Regions from separate parts of the Mus musculus genome. Here region 2 is linked to region 1. The links are chromatin contacts, called in public promoter capture Hi-C maps. All regions are on one chromosome and are shown on one strand. Each heading gives the region's core, a stretch centred on a gene start, on an enhancer-like site or on the middle of the called end of the contact. The rest is flanking DNA. Distances are from core to core; before and after follow the strand shown.

What was found. Capture Hi-C pulls out chosen DNA fragments and counts their contacts.
Region 2: a promoter capture Hi-C map of adipose tissue shows a contact between it and region 1. The contact joins the promoter of Il19 here to the promoter of AA986860 in region 1. A contact is called at or near these places in 2 of 39 promoter capture datasets (the C10 cell line and the HPC-7 cell line) and 3 of 9 other capture datasets (adipose tissue, liver and pancreatic islet).

Annotation. Positions count from the first base shown.
Region 1 is chr1:130,730,598-130,733,297 of GRCm38.p6, forward strand. It overlaps AA986860 (expressed sequence AA986860), which reads left to right and starts at 1,379. Exons shown (of 4, transcript NM_177604.3): 1 at 1,379-1,626.
Region 2 is chr1:130,938,848-130,941,547 of GRCm38.p6, forward strand. It overlaps Il19 (interleukin 19), which reads right to left and starts at 1,268. Exons shown (of 6, transcript NM_001009940.2): 1 at 1,205-1,268; 2 at 251-431; 3 at 70-132. The coding sequence starts at 394.

The DNA of each region.
Region 1 (2,700 bases), core at 129-2,628:
GATGGGACCCTGGATGACCGAGTAAAAAGGAGGAAGTAAGTCGGCCACTGGCCATCTCTGCTTCTTGACTAGGCATACAGTGTGACCAGCTGGCCGGAGCATCTACCACCAGGACCTCCCAGCACGGTGTGCCATTGAACTGAAACCCAAACAAGTCCTTCCTCCTTTACATTGCTTTCACCAGAGCATCCAGTCACAGAATCGGGAACAGTAACTGTGAAGCAAGCTGGGAGTGGACAATCTGGATTAAAATATCTGCTCTACTACTACTTGGGAAATATCAGGCATGTCATTTAACCTCCTGGTGAGGTGTGGGCTGTAAGAATTGGGCAATGCTTCTAAGTTGGAGCAAAAGTTAAATAAGACATAGAAATGCTTAAGGTAATAGCCAGCATACAGCAGGGGCTTAAACTGAGTGGTTCGTGCATGAGGTATTTTGGTTTGGTTTTTCTAATTTTTCTTTTCTTTTTGCTGCTGGCAAGTGATACACCTTTAAAAGTTGAAGGTTACTGGGGATGGCCTATATTCAGCCTATATTCAGGGAAATAGCAGAACTGCTGTCTGGCAAGTGGCCTCTGTACCTGGAGGTGATTTCTTCCAGGAAGCAGGAGGCTCCCTGACCTACTCTTTTCCATAAGCATGCCAGACATTTCCCCTCAAAAGAAGTACTTGCTAGACTGGTTGGCAGCTGACTTTATTTTTGTTTAATATCTATTGCCACCTTCTCGAAGCAGCCAAAAGGGACCAGAGACCCAAATGACAGAGTTCAAGTGCTATATCTCCTTTTTGGCTGATCAAGCTTTTTTTTTTTTTTTTAAATCCGGAAAATACCTCCTATAGGAGAGAGAGAGAGAGAGAGAGAGAGAGAGAGAGAGAGAGAGAGATTAGTTTTATTTCCCCAGAAACAAAAAAGCCAGGACAGTTGTCAGCAAGCTCTGGGGACTGGGTGACTCAGCTACATCCCTAACCTTGAGACCCTTGAAACCTCTTCTGGATATGAAACTGTCAATGACTGAGCAGTTAGAAAAGCTGGTTACAAAATTAGGCACCAGAATGGCAGGCAGTCTGGAGAATACTTTCAGCTTCAAGTGGAGGAAGGCTTGTCTAAACAACAAATCCGGTTCTCAGTGGGCCCATAGAGCGCAGCAGACTGATGCGTTCCTTTCAAGACGGAAAGTCGAGTCCCATTGATCTGCCTCCACCCTGCCAAACTCTCTTTACTCTCCTTCCACTCAGCTCAAACCAGCTCCAGCCTTCTACCACGCCTACCCTTTCTTTGTAGCAGTTCATTGGCTCTCTAAGTAAAGAGGGGGTGGGGTGGGGAGGCGGGGGCAGGAGGTGATTGACCAAGACAGAGAAGCACCTCCTGGCTGATTCCCCTCCTGAGTCCTCCCTGACTGAACAGCTGGAATGAGGAGTAGGGAGGGAAGCTAGGATTGGCTTAGAGTCAGTAGCAGGGTGTGTCCATGCAGCGCGGGTGAAGCTTTTACCTGTCTAGGTAAGTCAGGAGGAGGTCAAAGGAAGAAACCAGTAGGAGACACGGCCTGAGAGGCAAGCGGTCTCCATCTCTGCCCTCTGGAATAGAAGGGCATTACGTTCTTGTCTTCAGACCCCAACCCAGAGAAGGTGAGTCAATCACTAACCAACTATTGCTTATTCTGCAGCAAGGGAAAAGCTTTTAAGGGAAGGCAAAGCTATATATAGGGCTGTGCTGGGGAGTGCTGTAAGAGTGTCTGACCCTTTACACCGGACCTGGGGTTTTCAATCTCTGTTGATCAAATCTCTCCGTTAGCCTGAGATTTTCCAGAATTGGAATATTTTTATGGAGGACCGGGGGACATCTCTTCCGTTTCTTTATTTAACTTACATAATCATATTGAACAAACAGAAGCCAGACCCAGGCATGGTGGTATCCACCCATAATCATAGTACTCTGAAGATGGAGGATGGAAAGTTTGAAGCCAGGCTGCTGGGAAATACAGCAAGTTCCAGGCTAGCCTATCCTACCTGGAAAGACCTGACTCAAAAAAAAAAAAAAAAAAAAAAAAAAAACCAACAACAAAATCCACCTTTTCCTAGAATTTGGAAATTTCCATCTCTAGAGCACTAAGATGAAGTAGTGATTTTGAAAGGGATGGAGTGACTGGATAATTGGAGCACAGGGAGTCAAATGGAGGGGAGGGTCATGTGAGTGAGCCAGGTACCTTAGTTTTCCATTCCATTTGTAAAAGGAAATTCTCCATGGCTCAGTGTCTATCTTTATTTAAATAAGGGGTGCAGTGTGTGTGTTAGTTGATAATGGCGCACTCTGTGCAGATATGTAAAGTCTGAACCGAGCTAGATTATTTGCAAGGAGAATTGAGGCTTGGAAATATGGAGGAAACTCCAACTCCAGCTAGCATTTTATCTTTGGAAAACCCACAAATATTCTAACTCCGATCAAATTTACTCAGGGTCTACTAGCTAGTTAAATCTCTGATTTTACCTGTTGATCGATGTAGACCAAAAAAAAAAAAAAAGTTACTTGGCCATGCTGGGCCTCACCCACATTTTATTTCATCTCAACATACCAAACCTAGCCAGACTTCCAACTGGGGCTCAGGTCAGAGTGATGCGGCAGAGTCCATAGGAGTAGAGGCTTGGGTGGGGCTTATGCTTCGTGTTTCTTCAGATGTCCCTGTGGACACAAAGTGTAGCTGG
Region 2 (2,700 bases), core at 18-2,517, 210 kb after region 1:
ATCAACAACATAAGGGAGTACTGGTCAGGGAGTCGATTCTTAGCACAAGAGACACAAACCAAATGGTACCTTAATGCTCCTGAGGTTCTCCAGGGACAGGATGGTGACATTTTTAAAGGTGTCCTTAGTTTGCTGTGAAGAACGGGACAGACATCAATGAGAACCCTCTACATTTTCAGGATCCCTAACAAGGAACTGGCAGGAACTTGCCTTGTGCTCTAAGATGTAAGGTCAGACAACCCATGCTCACCATGGCTCTCTTGATCTCGTGGAAACTCTTTTCTATGAGGCGCATGTCCACAGAAATCAGACATCTCCTAAGACTGTAGATATGAACTGAGCAGAGAATCAACGTCATGCCCAGGAGCCAGGTAGACGCGCACTGTGTCTTCATGTCTTCTGCAAAGGTGAAAGTCAGCTGTCCACCTAGACTGCAGAGATTGATTTTCTAATTCTCTGGCAAAACAAGGAGATAAAACCCCACTGGCAAGGGAAGTTGGTAGGCGGCATCGCCCTCCCCAGTTTGCTCCTTCTAAAAGAGTCCGGTCATCTTGGGCCATTCAGATACAGCAGGAGGCAGCTCTTGTCCTAAAAACCTCTGCACAGTTACCTTGTTTCGGGTGACACCTACACATGTGTCTGGCGAGGTTTGTTCCTCTCCGTGTCTCACCAAGGAGGGAACTAAGAATTAGGGGGATAAAATGGGTTGCCAGAGCTGACGTGGTCAGCTGGCCACTATACCCACCTCCTTGTGGCCAAGCCTCCTATTTACAAAGCAATGTCTCCTCTTCGAGCATAGCTATCACTACCTCCCCTGGAGACCACAGCTTCACACCAGATGGAAACCCATTTCTGACCAGGTCCCACCGAACCAGGAAATGGACTTTGTATTTAAAAAAGAGAGTTAATACTCAAAAGGTTAGGCTCCTGGAATGAAAATTCCATAGTTTATTTAATTCCGTCATACTCTATTTTCTGCTCTTCCTTCTCTCCATTTCCTTTTGTTAAAAAAAGAAGGTACAAGAAAATTCACACACACACACACACACACACACACACACACACACACACACACACTGTGGCACGCTTCCACATTCCACAAAAACCTTGTTCGTTCTCTTGGGCAACCCAAGTCAGGCACAGTGGTAACCCCTGTAGTCTGGATGACCCCAGGGAAGCCCCGGATAGCCCAGGCCAGCCTCACCTCTCCTGGTGTCTCCTGCTCCAGCAGAGTCCTCTCTCCCTGTGCTCTTTGCCACTTAGAAACTGCAGCTCACTTTTATGTGGTGGATGAGAGGAAATGCTGTCAAGGTTTGCTGGGTGGGTCCACCTTCAGGAGATTCCCCTCCCCCCATTTCTTTAGTATTTCATTTTCTTAATTGTTTTCATTTCTTTCTCCCCCCCCCACCCCCGCTTTGTTAAACAACTGATTAATCATTATTAAGAAATACCTCCTTTTTTTCCCCTGAGTTTTGACACATTGCTTCTGGGAAAAATAAACTCCCATCACCATGCAAATGAGAATTACTTGCAATTTTGTGTTCATGGTGAAAAATCCAAGTTAGGCCACTTTCCTAGGAGCTGTGGCAAGGTACCAACCGTACCCTGCAGGCACAGTCAGGAAAGCCCTGTGTGGATGGCCTGGCTTTGTCAGCAGCCAACTTCCTGAGACTCTGCAGGTCCTCTGGCTCTGACACAAGTCATCTCTCTGATGCCTCACACAACTCTGGAGGACCTACCACACGCCAGGCTCTTTTTTTTTTTACCGGCATGACTTTGCTTAACTCCTTAGGGACAAATCTTTTTTCTCCTATAGGCAAAAGACTGGGAGTTTTGTTTATTTGTTTGTTTTTTGTTGTTTGTTTCATGTCATCTCTTTCTGCTTGATCTTGTCCCTTGGAAGTCCCCTTCGTTCTTGATTGGTGCAGAGAGAAATGAGAGTGAGCAGTGCAGTTCCTTCAAGAAATTAGTGGCAGAGCTGGGAACAGAACTTACGGCCCTTATACTGGGCCCAGAGGATCCTTTAGGCAAGTCACTTTCTTACTTATTACCACTCTCCATCAGGAAGCTTTTCAGGGGTCGGGGTTTTATGTGACAGAAAGACGAGGTATAATTGTGTCCTCACAGATAGTTATTTTCTCTCGGAGACACTCTCTCTCTTTGAGGCTGCCTGCGCCACTATGGATGGCCTCATTCCCGTGCACATATGGAACTCGAAACACTAATTGAACTCAGAAGGTTATTAATAAACAAAAAATGAAAGAGAGGCAATGAAGCTGGAAGGGAGATGAGGTGAGGCAGTGGCACTAGGAGGAGCTGGAGAAAGGGAGCGATGGAGGGAGATGACCAAAAGGTATAATAAATATAAATAAATATAAATGAGCAAACATTTCAAAGAATAGATAAGAATATTATTTTAAAAACTAGTTTCTTCCCCAAAGTAACTCTGGCATGGGGTTTAATCAAAGAGCTCTCTTGCTCTCGCTCTTTCTCTCTCTCACACACACGGTAGGTGTAGAACCTACTCCTGCTATTAAGCTAAGAAGACAGAGGAGTAGAAGAAAAGAGAGAATAACTGGAAGGTATTGGAATAAGAAAAGAGAGAAAATCAAGGAAAATCAGAGCCGTTGGTGGGATTCAAGACAAGGGAACCCTGGAATCTGGAAGACTGTGTCCAGCATCTTGAATTTAATGAAATAA